Regions from separate parts of the Sparus aurata genome. Here region 1 is linked to region 2. Evidence: chromatin contacts called from public Hi-C data. All regions are on one chromosome and are shown on one strand. Each heading gives the region's core, a stretch centred on a gene start, on an enhancer-like site or on the middle of the called end of the contact. The rest is flanking DNA. Distances are from core to core; before and after follow the strand shown. Region 1 holds the start of psmg3 (proteasome (prosome, macropain) assembly chaperone 3). Region 2 holds the start of mrm2 (mitochondrial rRNA methyltransferase 2).

What was found. Hi-C and Micro-C count contacts between places; a contact is called where the count stands out from the background.
Region 1: a contact with region 2 is called in a Hi-C map of an unstated tissue, with 3 times the contacts expected there. The contact joins the promoter of psmg3 here to the promoter of mrm2 in region 2. A contact is called at or near these places in 2 of 2 Hi-C or Micro-C datasets (skeletal muscle and an unstated tissue).

The regions. Positions count from the first base shown.
Region 1 is chr23:23,090,698-23,093,834 of fSpaAur1.1, forward strand. It overlaps psmg3 (proteasome (prosome, macropain) assembly chaperone 3), which reads left to right and starts at 1,595. Exons shown (of 3, transcript XM_030406498.1): 1 at 1,595-1,775; 2 at 2,669-2,897. The coding sequence starts at 2,679.
Region 2 is chr23:22,859,651-22,862,810 of fSpaAur1.1, forward strand. It overlaps mrm2 (mitochondrial rRNA methyltransferase 2), which reads left to right and starts at 1,842. Exons shown (of 2, transcript XM_030406591.1): 1 at 1,842-2,209. The coding sequence starts at 1,897. nudt1 (nudix (nucleoside diphosphate linked moiety X)-type motif 1) reads right to left here and starts at 1,059. Exons shown (of 4, transcript XM_030407156.1): 1 at 827-1,059; 2 at 571-731. The coding sequence starts at 722.

The sequences.
Region 1 (3,137 bases), core at 345-2,844, 230 kb after region 2:
ACACAGATGGTCAGCCAGGGAGTGTAGGGAGCGGTCCAACCAATTTCATACCTACTGCTGCCTACTCAGAGTGCATAACAATTCCGCTGAGCCCGCTCTATTTGACATTGTGGATGTGTCATGTTCATAGGGATGGCTCCTTTTGGATCAGCCTGATGCAGCACTTGCAGACTTCAGTGGAGCCTCACATCCACCTGAAAAAAAAATGTCATGCAAGCACTTTTGTTAACAGTGAGAATACTTGAATTTGCTCACCTCTCCTGCAGCTTGAAAAGCCAGATGGACTGCTGTAGATGGCCAATCACTAGCCAAAGTCCATGTCCTACAAAACTGTCCTTGTACAGCTTATGTGAATGTGGCTCTAACACGAGGCTCTGAAAGCAGTTTTTCAGTTTGTTTTCATTGCACTTGCTAAAAATTTAACAATTCATGGACTTCTTAAACTCCGTTCCCCTCTGCCAGTCACCAGCAGTCAAAAAAACCTCCTGTGGCCGCTATTCATTGTTTTTCCCTTGTGCCGTGGCATAGAAACAAAAAAGTAGTTTATCTGAGTTTATCTGCCACTAAAATTAAAGCTCCATTTACACTTAATTAAAAACCTCTTGCTTCTGTGGCTTCTTGCTTTGGAAGAGTTGTTTCTTTTACTTAATATTGATTGAAATGTAGCAGGGCAGAAGATCGGCTTATTTTCAAACTCAAAGAAATTCACTCGTGGTGATACTGGAAAGTTTATTCTAATCATCCTCGGTTCATCAGAGTCATTTGGGGAAAGTGACTATGCAGATTAAGTACAAACATGCTCTGTGAACAATGCTGGAACCTTGAACACTATTTATGAGAAAAACAAAGAGAAAGATGCTTGAATGTGCCCTTCAAGTCTCCGGTAGGCTTAAAGTAAAAACAGAAAATTCAGCTACACTTACTGTAAATTTGTGGTGAAATGTAAGGAGGTTTATTTGGAGGACAAAGTCAAGGACAAATGAACTTTATAGGATTATTTCACTTTTTTTGTTCAGCTGAAACCGTGAAAGACCCTCATGACATGTTTTTTCTGAGACACTATTTACACACTTTGCTGCAGGTTCCCCATGGACAGAAACATTTTCAGCATTTTCAAACCCATTCAAATTTAAATGGTAACAATTGTTGCAATTATTTCAGGAGTATCAAGTAACAAGAGGACATTATATGTCTAACATTTATTTATTTTCATTACAATTTAAGGGGAAGGGATAAAAAACACTCAATTTTATTGAGCATTTTCATTTATTTCGCTTTCTGTTTTTCAATTTCATCCAATTAGACATTACAAAAAGGCATCATGAGTGACTAAATTACACAAATGGATACCCACATCACAAAGGCTATATCAAATATGAAATGAAATAAAATCAAATCCAAAAGAAGTCATATGTAACTTTATTTAATTTAGTAACATGTATATGGAGCTGTAAGAGTAAGTTTGCCAATACTGACATGTAAAACCACAAATGTCTTGCTTCAGCCTTTAATTCGGAAACAATCATGGGTGTGTTGAGGATAAAAAGTGATTCAGTCTTGTGTTGACTTGTAAAGAAACACACCACAGAACCAAACCCGGAAGTCAGACGTCACTACACTGACGTCATCGCGCAAAGAGAGCTGCGCAGACGCTCAGCTCCGGTGCAGCACGCTTGTTTGTGGTGGAGGCTGAATGACAGAGCGACTGCAAAGTTGCTGTAAGGAGAGTCTCGGTGCAAAAGAAGGTTTACACTGCTCCAGGACAAAGAAGCAGGGTGAGCAAGGCTTTTTATTCTACACAGACGCTTATTAATCTGATAATTGTTACGTCAACGGTGAATATTACAGCTGGAGCTAACAGTAGCTGTTTAGCTAACGTTAGCCTCTCAGCCTGGCAGTACTTCCCCCGTAGTCGAGCATCATCTGTCTGGAGCTTTACTTTCAATATCCAACCGGAAAGTAACACAATAATAACGTTAAGTCTTGGGATATGGACTTTAAGACACAGCTCTGAAAGACTTCTGGCGTTCGCTATCTTTACTTGGCAGCTAACTACGTGCTGTATCAAAATATAGCCAACTTTTTAATCGTGACAAATAAAGATTACATCCACGTATGTTTGCAGATAAACAGGGTATTACGTGTTTAATCTTTTTTGTAGCAACGATTATGTCTTATGTGAAAGATGCAACACAACACTGTCTCAAAATAAGACAGCTGCAGGGGTTGTTCATTTGCTTATTACTTATGTAACTTAAGCACGAATCAAACTCATTTACAATGTCATTAATTCCAGTTAGCAAGCGAAAACAAATATTTCAGTGGTCTATATTATTTTGTCAAATGTTTACAAAGAGAATGATAATCAATCAGTTGTTTGACAGTAAATTATTTGAAAACTGCCTTGTGAATATATTGTGTATTTCAGTTATTTAACAAAAAAAAAGCCAAATATTTTATTTTCCCAATAAATGGTTGTGCTTTTCTTTGTCATATATGCTAGTAATTGGCTTTGATAGGAAATAATTGGGCTTTAGTTGTGGAAATTACATTTTACACAATTATTTGTCGCATTAACCCAAATAATACGAATAATCAAAAATGAAAGTGCGCTGCAGCTCTGTAAGTAATCCTCATGTTCCATCTCCTGTTTCTTTTTCTTCCCCAGGATTTGCAAAATGTCTTCTCCTGAGCCTGTTATCAGATCGAGACAGACAGAGAAAGAAGTCAATGGGATTTCAACACAAGTCGTCTGCACAGAGTTCAGCAATTACATATTCGTGGTCCTCAGTCAGTACGGCAAAATTGGGACATTGATATCTGTCACGCCTGACTCCAGATCTAATGATATCAGCACCCCAACGTTCTCCACCAAAGTACTGCTGGGCAAAGACGAGGTACGCTGGATGATATTCTTTAAATAAATATTGTTTACTGGTTCACAGGACATCACACACACTTTGTTGCAACTCAGGGTAACTAATTTCATGGTGTGAAAAGGCAGATGAGATTGTGTAAAATGAAACCAATTCCAGCTGTCTATTAGCATGCCATTTTTCTAACTGCCATACAGTCTCGTAAACAGAGATATTGATCATATTAATGTTTGTTTTTTCACTCTTCTGGTCACATTCAAA
Region 2 (3,160 bases), core at 592-3,091:
CACATTTGGAGGTTCTGCTTGAGTGCTCTGGACTAAAGCCTCTTTAATTTAGTTCTGATTCACTGTATTAGCATAACGGTTGCCAGATGTAAATTTCAGATGTTTTGCAATTGTTTGCTAGAGATTTGGAGCTGCAGCTGCATCGTTCCTCGGGGAAATTTATTCTAAAACAAAACAAAAAATCTTTCATTTATGCTGTGTGCCAATTTAAATCACTCTGACCCAGTGACATATCTACCTATACTTACACATCTGAACACATGTTTCCAGTGTTCCCTTTGTTATGAGGCCCTGAGTATTCAAATAGACCTTGTAGTTGCAGAGATGCACTCTGCTCATTACCGAGCAGAGACACAAAATAGAGGCTAATTTTGAAAAGTATTAAAATTCTGAATTTGAATTTCTCTAAAAACTACATGGTTGATGGAGAGCTTTGTTTGACATAATATTAAATTTAAAATTCCAGCTTTATTGCTTGTTTCCCTTCAGACTCTGTCAGATGTGTTGTGAACCACACACACCCCCTCAGGGCAGTGCAGCTTCACGGAGACAGCCAGGTGATGACTTTACCTCCGTGCACCTTCCTCAATTGTTTCCCCTTGTTGAACTTTGCCCCCGAAGCCGTTCCACTTCCCTGCCCCGAACCCTCTCTTCTTCATGCCGAGCAGCACTCTGCCGGGCCGGACCACCAGCACCAGGGTCAGCAGCTTGGGGCTAATCATGTCAGCGGCCTGACAGGAAGAGATGAGATACAACTTTACAAACACAATGTCAACACCGACCCGACCGAACTTTAGAAACACAGCACCGTGAGCGACTACCTCACCTGTTCAGCGTCTGCTCTGTTACTGTGCCTGCACGTGACCCGGTAAAAACCGCGAAAACGGATATTAAAAAAATAAACTGAGGGAAGTGATTAATAAGACACTTTGAAGGACTCCCGCGTGCAGCGCCACAGACGTGATCACATGACGCACTGACGTATGAGAGCCCGGATCGGTCTGACCAACATCAGCCCGGACAGAAGGGTCCCATCATGTGTTTGGAGGATCTTTTGACTGTGTTACCTTCAAATATGTTCGACTAGAAACTGCAGGCTTCATATATTTGGACTTTTCTTATTTTATAGTTATGACCTTGTAATGCATCATTTCACCTTTTCATAATATGATTTATTACGGGAATGTATTTTTTCTTTCACAGAAATGGAAACCCTCGACAACCACATCGTAACCATTTGTTCTATAATTAAACTGTACTTTATTTTATTCCCCCTCCTATAGAGGTATAGAGGCCTTATAGGTACACTGTGTAGTTTGGGGAAATAAGGTTCAAGGTTCAAGGTTCAAGAGTCTTTATTATCCCCTAGGGGCAATTTGTTTCACAGCAAGTAGCAAACATACAACAAACACATCCAAAAAGAAAAAAAACATTCAACATATGTCATAAGAATGATTTTCAATGACTTTTTAAATGTTATTCATTTATTTTATACCTAAACAAACTATAAACAAACTCTCTTCATTTTCATGACTGAATAAACTAAATAAACAACGTGACCTCAAAGGACAACACCATTTAATACTGTTTTGCTTCAGTGTTCTGGGGACTTTATTTTCCCTTGAGAACAGCTTGTTTATTCAGTTATGGAAAAGATGCATATTTCTGACTTTGTGTTTTTACTTCATTGATGTAATGATGTGATTAATGCATGAAAACAATTTCCATATATCTATATATATATTACAATGCGCAGGAACAAGCTTGACTTTCTGAGGTAGGAACTATTGTCAGTCTTCACAGTGAGGGGACATATACATGTGTTACGCACAGAGTTTGTCTTTGACCAATCGCGGGTTGTCGTTCCACGCAGGCGCAGTTGGCTGTACGCTACACATGACCTCTCTCTCAGTCAAAACAATGTGGTGGTCGCGCCTCCAGAGCAGGGGGCTCCACTCCTCGTGCTGTCTGATGAAGAAGTTAAGCAGTAAGACTCCCGCCGGGCAGCGCTGGGTGCTGCGGCAGCTCAGAGACCCGTACGTCAAGGCTGCTCACCAACAGAACTTCCGGTGCCGGAGCGCCTTCAAGCTGCTGGAGATGGACGACAAGTTCCGGCTCTTACAGCCCGGACACAGCGTGGTGGACTGCGGGGCTGCACCTGGAGCCTGGAGCCAGGTGGCGGTGCACAGGGTCAACTCTGCCGGGACAGGTGAGACAGGAAGAATATCAGGGGTGGACAAAATAACAGAGACCCCTGACAGAGCGCGAGACACAACCAATGCAGTATTGCTCTCTTTAAAATATGTATTTAAAAAAATCCCCCATGCAGTCACATGTAGATGAAGAAATAATACTGAAGAATCCATTTTAAAGTAAAAAAAATAAAATAAATAATAATAATCAAGTGATCAGTTTGTCCTTTTATTACTCACTGACAAAGATTATAAGCCAGTGATATTGTAGGTACGGGTATTTTGTTTGGAAACAACAATACAACCTCAGTCTAAAAGGTGGCATTGAGATTTACAATAGTATTTTATCAATGCCATCTCTAATGATATATACAGCAGTGAGTGTATTTGACCAAACTTATTTTTTTTAAAACAACTTTATTCAAACAGTGTTTCCTCTTATATCATCAGATACATACATACACAGACAGTGGCCCCTGTCAAATGGATTCAGATTCAATATTTTACATACAAAATTGTTACTCGGGCTGTGTGGGACATGTAGGGAAATAGTTTGGAGGGAAAGCTGCGGACTTGCAAATATCTAAAGAAATGCAATTTGGGAATTTCACCTTTAGTAAACATTCAAAAGACCAGAATGAATCATCGTCAGACAAGTCTTAAAAAAAAAAAAAAAAGTCTAGTCCGTTTCGATGCCAACCAGTGAAAGTAGAGTGGATATGTGAGGGTGTGAAGAGCTGTTTCGGAGACAGAGCTGATTAAACTTTTTAATTGCAGGGGACAACTCAGAAAGCCACATCGCTGTGCTGCAGTTTTAAATAATGACATGTCAAAGTTGTATTAATGTTGCTTAGTAACGTAGGTGTATGTGCAGAGTGTTAATGTGATGGATTATCAAGGCCTCTGAACTTCTTTACAAACTGTTTTTCATACTAATTAGCGCTACAACGACTGGTCGATTCATCAAT